Linked DNA regions of Mus musculus: region 2 is linked to region 1. Evidence: chromatin contacts called from public HiChIP or PLAC-seq data. All regions are on one chromosome and are shown on one strand. The core of a region is the stretch at or near the end of the contact, and the rest is flanking DNA. Distances in the headings are between cores, read along the strand shown.

Region 1 (3,537 bases), core at 904-3,403:
GTTTGTGTGTGTGATATACGTATATGAGGTATGTGTATGTGTGGTATGTATGTGGTATAATATGTATGTGTGGTGTGTATGTATGTGAGGTGTGTGTAATATGTATGTGTGATATGTATATGTGGTATGTGTGTACAGATGTATGTGTGCATGTGGTATGTATGTGGGGTGTGAATTTCTCACATGTATTTCCAAAGTTGGGGTGTAAGCATCCTGCTGAGATCTGCCTCCTTGCCCCTCCTGCTCCTATCACTTGTGGGGTTCCGGGAATAGGGTGTAAAGCTAACAAAGAGAAACAGTGATCTGGTGCCACGCTGCATTTTTCTGTTGTTTGTAGGAAACGTTAATGACAGGCTATTTGATTACTCTAAGGTTTGGCTCTGTCAGCTTCTTAGGAAGTGCATCTCGTATTCAGTAACAATATAAGTAGCAGAAGTTTTTTTGGCATTTAAGAATAAGCTCATCGGACGCCGCCATGCCGTTTGGAAACTCGACAGCGGGGCCAGCCAAGCTTGTGGAGATACAAGCCTTTTTCTGCAGGCTGGGCAGCTGGCCAGGACAGCTAAAAAATGTGCATTGGCTAAGAACCACTGCCACGCAAACACTTCTGGAAATTTCTGTGCTCAGGCCTGCCAAATCCATTATGCATAACATGAATTACAAGCAAGTTTCTCTCTCTCTCTGAGCAGTTGCTTTTTGGGCTTAATTCTTCTTTGGGTTTTGTGAAATACATACAACTCAAATGAGAAACACTCCCTGCAAATCCATAATTCACTACCGTGTGTGTGTGTGTGTGTGTGTGTGTGTGTGTGTGTGTGTATGTGGTGTGTGTATGTGACTCTGTGTGTGTGACTCGACTGAGGGTAACTCTGTGTGTGTGTGTGCTCGAGCGCACGCGCGTGCACGTGCATGTGTGTTTCCACTGAGGCTGCCAAGTTCATAACTTTCCTTGAACTGGGAGAAATGGCTTCTAACTTGAGTTGGAATCACATAAGTGCAATGTGCGGTAGGCGGCTGTGTTTCCTGGAACTTCTAGAAAGGAAGGATGGCTTGAATCATGGAGACTGCCTAATAGTGAGAGCAGAAAAGCAGTTACATGTGATATGAGAATATGGTGGAGGGTAGAGGGAGGAGGGAAGAGAAAGGTGGGAGGAAGGAAGAGAAAGGAGGAGGAAGAAGGAGAGAGGAGGGAGGAGGGAAGAGAAAGGAGGGAGGAAGGAGGAGGGAGGAGGGAAGAGAAAGGAGGGAGGACAAAAGAGAGAGGAGGGAGGAGGGAAGAGAGAGGAGGGAGGAGGGAAGAGAGAGGAGGGAGGAGGGAAGAGAAAGGAGGGAGGACAAAAGAGAGAGGAGGGAGGAGGGAAGAGAGAGGAGGGAGGAGGGAAGAGAAAGGAGGAAGGAGGGAAGAGAAAAGAGGGAAGAGGGAAAAAGGAGGGAGGAAGGATAAAGGAGGAGGAAGGAGGGAAGAGAAAGGAGGGAGGAAGAAGGAGAGAGGAGGGAGGAGAAGGGAGGGAAGAGGGAGGAGGGAAGAGGGCTGAGACACAATGGCTCGGTTTATGCTCACTAATGCCAGCCATCAGGATCTGAGACTGGCTCAGTCATCCTGGCTTTGTTTGTTTGTTTCTTGTTTTATTTATTTATTTATTTTTGTAGGTCTCACTATGTAGCTCTAAGTGTCCTAAAACTCACTATGCAGATCAAGCTGGCCTCAAATTCACAGAAATCCAACTGCCTCTGCCTCCTGAGGCACTACAGGCACACACCTCTTCGCTCAGCTCCAGCCTCCATGGGCCTGAGATGACAGCCCCAGCTTGCAGGCATACATACCACAGATCCTTGAGGTCTGGCTCAAAGCCCCAGAGAGTGTGAAAGTGCCTGCCACACAGGCAGATTTTCAAGTGGAAGATGGTCCTGGAAAGGGGTGCCAAGCTGGTTAAAGGGAGAGCAGGCAAGAGAGAAGCTTCCAGGCCTCTCGTCAAGGGTCTGCCTCTGCGTGCCTCCCTCCAGGGCTCAGCGAGGCAATGTTTGCATCATGTGTTTTCTGATCCCGAATTGAGACCGGCAGGTCCTCTCCTGTGATTCAGACGGGCTTACATTACTCAGACTCTGCCCAGGGCCATTCTCAAGGGCTGGCAGCCCCACGCCTCTTCTTCAGAAGCCCAGGAACCGCATTATTCATAGCCAACATGAGATAATTGTATTAGCACATGATGAGACAGTACAGTGTGGTCCTTTCAGCTTCCAGCAGGCGTCTGCACCGTCTTCCAATAACAACTCTCCCTAGCTCTCCACAGTTACTCCGTCTCTTTGCTTTCTGGAGGGTTTGGTTGACTTGAGAGATCATGCGCCCTGGAGCTAGGGAGATGGCTTAGTTGGTAGGGAACTTGCTGAGCTAGTATGAGAACTGGGTTCAGTTACACAGCCCCACATTAAAAGCTGGGCATGGTGGTACACATCTGTAGTCCTGGGGCTGGGAGAGCAGGAAGAGGAGGGTCCGGGGAGCATGTTGACCATCCACTTGGCTTGATCACTGAGCTCTAGGTTCACTGAGAGACCCTGCCTCAAAAATACAATAGACAGTGATAGAGGAAGACCCCCACTGTTGGCTTCTGACCTCCATGTGTGCATGCATTGATATGTGCATGCTTACTCTCTCTCTTCCTCCTCTTCTCCCTCCTCCCCTCTCTCTCTTTCGTGCACATGTGAATACACACACACACACACACACTTTTACAATTTGTTAAATCGGAACTCTGAGATGATCTAAGAGCGGATAAGGCAAAGTATGAGATTCTACCAAGTCAGTATTCCAGGCTGTGACTCAGTTTCCCTCCTCCCTGGAGAGAAAAGCTAGAAGAGTGCAAAGAAGCCCAGAACTTAGAAAGGGACACTGAACTTGACACCATGTCGTAACCTAGGCCCTGACTTCTGCAATGAGGACAAAATCCCTTCCCTCACAGCACGGCCACAAAAAGTTCGTTATATAGAATTATGTGACATCTCTGTAAGCCATGACATATTGTTCTGATGTGGGCTGGGATCATCCTCCAAGGAGACCTCACTGTGGAAATTTCAGCATGGGAAGGATAGTGAACATGGCTCAAGAGTATGTGGGAAAGCTGTGGACATACATCCAGCATGCCCTGGAACTCTATTGATTGATTGACTGAGTGAGTGATTGGCTGTTTCTCTGATCTGGAACTCACTAAGCATCCATGGGTGATCTTGAACTCCTGATCATCCTGTCTTGCCTTAGCTCTCCCACAGATTGGTATTATAAACATTTACTACCACACCAGAGAAAGTGGGGACTTATTGGAGGGATGATGTGTGTCTTAGTTAGGGTTTTACTGCTGTGAACAGACACCATGACCAAGGCAACTCTTATAAGGACAACATTTAATTGGAGCTGGCTTACAGGTTCAGTCCCATTATCATCAGGAAAGGAAGCATGGCAGAGTACAGGCAGGCATGGTACAGGAGGAGCTTGAAAGCTCTACATGTTCATCTGAAGGCTGCTAGGAGAAGACTGGCTTCCAG
Region 2 (3,160 bases), core at 383-2,882, 240 kb before region 1:
GAGAGCAGATTATCAGGAGAGTACACATTAGCACATGGCTTCTGGAGAGAGTTTATTTTGACTCATGGTTTCGTGGACGGAACTCCATGTCCAGCTCCATTGATTTCAGCTGCGTGTTTGGGGGGAGCATAGCGCCAGAATAAGGCAGCAGGGAAACACCGCTTACAGCAGGGCAGCCAGGAAGCAGAGAGAGAAGGTCAAGGGTCACATCCGGTGACATACGTATGTACATACGTTCTCCAACAGACCCCACCTCCTGATTTCTGCCACTATCCATTCGCACTATCAAATTATAAATCCACGAAGAGATCAGTCATCGATTAAGACAGGGTCTGTAACCACTTCCCCAAAGCCGGTCACCTGTGGTATTACTCTCCATTGCTTCAAGGAAATACGGAAAAAAGTGACCTAAAGAAGGAAGAGCTTATGTTGGCTCACAGTTCTAAGGCGCATCATGGAGGGGAAAGGCACGAGAGTTGGAGCTTGAGGCCACTGGTCACAGTGTACCTGCCATCTGGAAGCAGAGAGAGATGGATGCGTGGTGCTCAGACCACTTTCCCCCTTTAACATGTATTGTTTCTGTTATTCTGTTATCATCATTAGCATCATCATCATCATCATAGGTGCATGCTCACACATAATGTACATGCCATCATACCTATGTGGAGGTTTAAAGATACACCTGTTCTTTTCATACAGTCCAGAACCTCAGCCCTTAGCGTCTGGCTCTCCCTACCTCCCTTAACACGCTCTAGATAATCCTTCACAGGTGCGCCCAGAGGGTTGTCTCCCAGGTGATTCTGATCCATCATGGCTGGCCAGTAGGTCCCCAGCACATGATCCTTCAGGAAGGCACATTATCAGACTGAAACCACTGCATGGCACCCCCCCCCCTTTCTTGAGGATTTTGGCGGGAGTGTGTGGGTGAGTATAGATCTGATCTAGGATCCACAAGGAGCAGGTCTTAGTCATTAATGAGGGGTAGTGAATTGGAGGCTTTCCTTGTCAAAGAAGTGGGACTAGCAGAGCCTTATTAAGTTTCACTAAGCATCGTCAGGGCAGCCATAGTGGAAGCATGGTCTGGAAGGCAGCAGGTACGGAGTGTGCGTCAGCTGAACAAGGGGTGTGTGAAGGGGAGGCGTCTCTTCCCTTCTGCTCTGCTCAGAGGAATGGCAAGTGAGGGTTGCTCTGTGAGTCTGATTCAGTTGCACAGTGAAACTTGAGTGAGCCTCGGGGGGGGGTGGTGGTGCCAGGGTTGATGGTGAAGGGCTCTTGACTTGTGAGATGAGGGGAAGGAGTTGAGGGTGTCACTCTACACTGGGGACTTTGCAGACCTGCCCTTCCTGATATCACCAGTGGAGTCTTCCTGGATTAGAAGAATTTATCTTTTGTTTTGTTTTTGTTTTTGTTTTTGTTTTTGTTTTTGTTTTTGTTTTTGTTCAAGGTGCTGATGTAATGGGAAGGACACATGTCAACTCCATCAGAAGGAGGGCATTGGTAGCTTCAGGAAAGGCCATAGTGCTCAGGAGGTATACTACCTGTTTCAGGAGTTCTTCAACCTCAGTTGCATGAGGCAGAGGCTGATGTGTGGAACCAACTGTCCCTCTTTGAGTGGCTGTGGCTCTGGTTCATGAGCCACGGGCAGAGGAGCCCTGTAGAAGCTGTGCCCCTGAGGTAGAATGTCAAGTGTGTCTGGTGAGGGATAGTCCTGTCCTCCAGTAGACTCACTGCGACCATTCTTTCTGGTCTAGCCGCTCTAAATGGCAATGTCTTGATAAAGTAGACATTTAACATTTTCAAAATATCAGGAAAAAGATAACAGAGCCCTTTGCTCCTGAGAGGAGTGTGAGTCACTGGCACCAGAGGGCCTCTAGTCCTTTTCTTGGTCACCGAGAGAGCATATGAGTCACACCCAGAATCATTTCTTCTGAAGTCCTTAATTGTGAAAAAGAGGTAGCCTTGCGGAAGTCCGGGCTGAGACACTGTCATGGGAAGATTCCAGATTGGTTGAGAGAGGACAGAGGTGATGGATGGTTTTGTGATCATGTTCAGCCTGTAGCTCTTTGCCATTGAAGCCTTTCCAAGGGGTCAGAGATGCTGCCAGGATCCCTGGGAAGGGAGTCCTTGCTTAGCCTCTGCAGTGCATCCTGGGACTAGAGATCAAATCCAAGGCCTCTCTGCTAGTCACTCCACATTCACGCTCTCTAGATCACTACAAGAGCCCTGGAGTGTTATCAGAGAGTCTCTGTTTGCTTCCTCCATGAGAGTTGATGAGAACTGGAGGCTCTGGGAAGACCTGGTACCTACACCCTTGCTGCTCAAGTCTTCCCCCAGTCTGCTACAACAGTCCAAACATTTTTCCCCAAAGCAACTGTTTGCTGACTTCCAACACATGCCCTGGTTTGGTAGCATTGGAGAAATCCTGGGAGAAGCTAAAAGCACTGTGGGAATGGTGTTTTTTTGTTTTTTGTTTTTATTTTCTTTCTGCGGGTGTCAGATGTGTGTCTTCTTGTTTCACAGTGTCTGAACAAGCATTGCTCTTCCACAGAGGGAAAAAAATCAAAGCTGTGACCAGAGGACTCTTGGGGTAAAACATCTGAGGCCTGAGGTTGGGAGAGCCACAGATGATGGAAGGAAGCAAGAATCTACATAATGCTTCAGCAGTTATAAACCAGGGGAAAACTTACCCCACAAGGAAGGCAGGTCAAGGCAGACTTGCCATCACATTGGTGGTTGAAGAGGAATATTCTAGGGATGGAAGTCTTCTCTTTCCTCAGCAATCACAAGGTCCCGCTATCTATTGAGGTTGGCTTGAATAAATGTCCCGCTATCTATTGAGGTTGGCTTGAATAAATGTCCCTGCTAGTGGCTGATGTCATTTGGAAGTGGGCACGGGCTCTGTTTGCTGAAGCACAGGAGTACTTCTGTTGAGCTCATGACTTGCAAATGAGCAGAAGTCAGGCCATGTGTAGAGATCCTTCTGGATGTCCTGGGCCTTCCTGTCTACCTCGTCCTCCTCCTCAATCTAAGCCTCCTTTCTCCATGGTCAGTTGTAGGATCCAGGGACTGGTACTGATTAAATGGTAATGATAAACCTACCATGAGGAACTGGTAGAGAGAGCCTTAACTTAGCTCCTTTTCTAGTTTCATAGTGTCGTCT

Evidence for each region. HiChIP or PLAC-seq counts read pairs in DNA pulled down with a chosen protein or histone mark.
Region 2: a FOXA1 HiChIP or PLAC-seq map of pancreatic cancer cells shows a contact between it and region 1. The contact joins two enhancer-like sites. A contact is called at or near these places in 5 of 484 Hi-C or Micro-C datasets (bone marrow-derived macrophages, cerebral cortex, nephron progenitors and 1 more), 7 of 115 datasets of contacts at active chromatin or transcription factors (the HPC-7 cell line, embryonic basal ganglia, fetal liver and 4 more) and 1 of 9 other capture datasets (embryonic stem cells).

What each region holds. Positions count from the first base shown.
Region 1 is chr8:126,521,802-126,525,338 of GRCm38.p6, reverse strand. No RefSeq gene overlaps it. Among named protein-coding and RNA genes, the nearest start is that of Gm51605, 23 kb to the right of the region's middle. Within about 2 kb of position 2,153, at least 130 of the 459 cell types and tissues checked have an H3K27ac peak or open chromatin away from gene starts, as enhancers often do. A contact at or near this core is called in pancreatic cancer cells and trophoblast stem cells, where this site is marked.
Region 2 is chr8:126,766,348-126,769,507 of GRCm38.p6, reverse strand. No RefSeq gene overlaps it. Among named protein-coding and RNA genes, the nearest start is that of Gm45805, 9.6 kb to the right of the region's middle. Within about 2 kb of position 1,632, at least 65 of the 459 cell types and tissues checked have an H3K27ac peak or open chromatin away from gene starts, as enhancers often do. A contact at or near this core is called in pancreatic cancer cells and trophoblast stem cells, where this site is marked.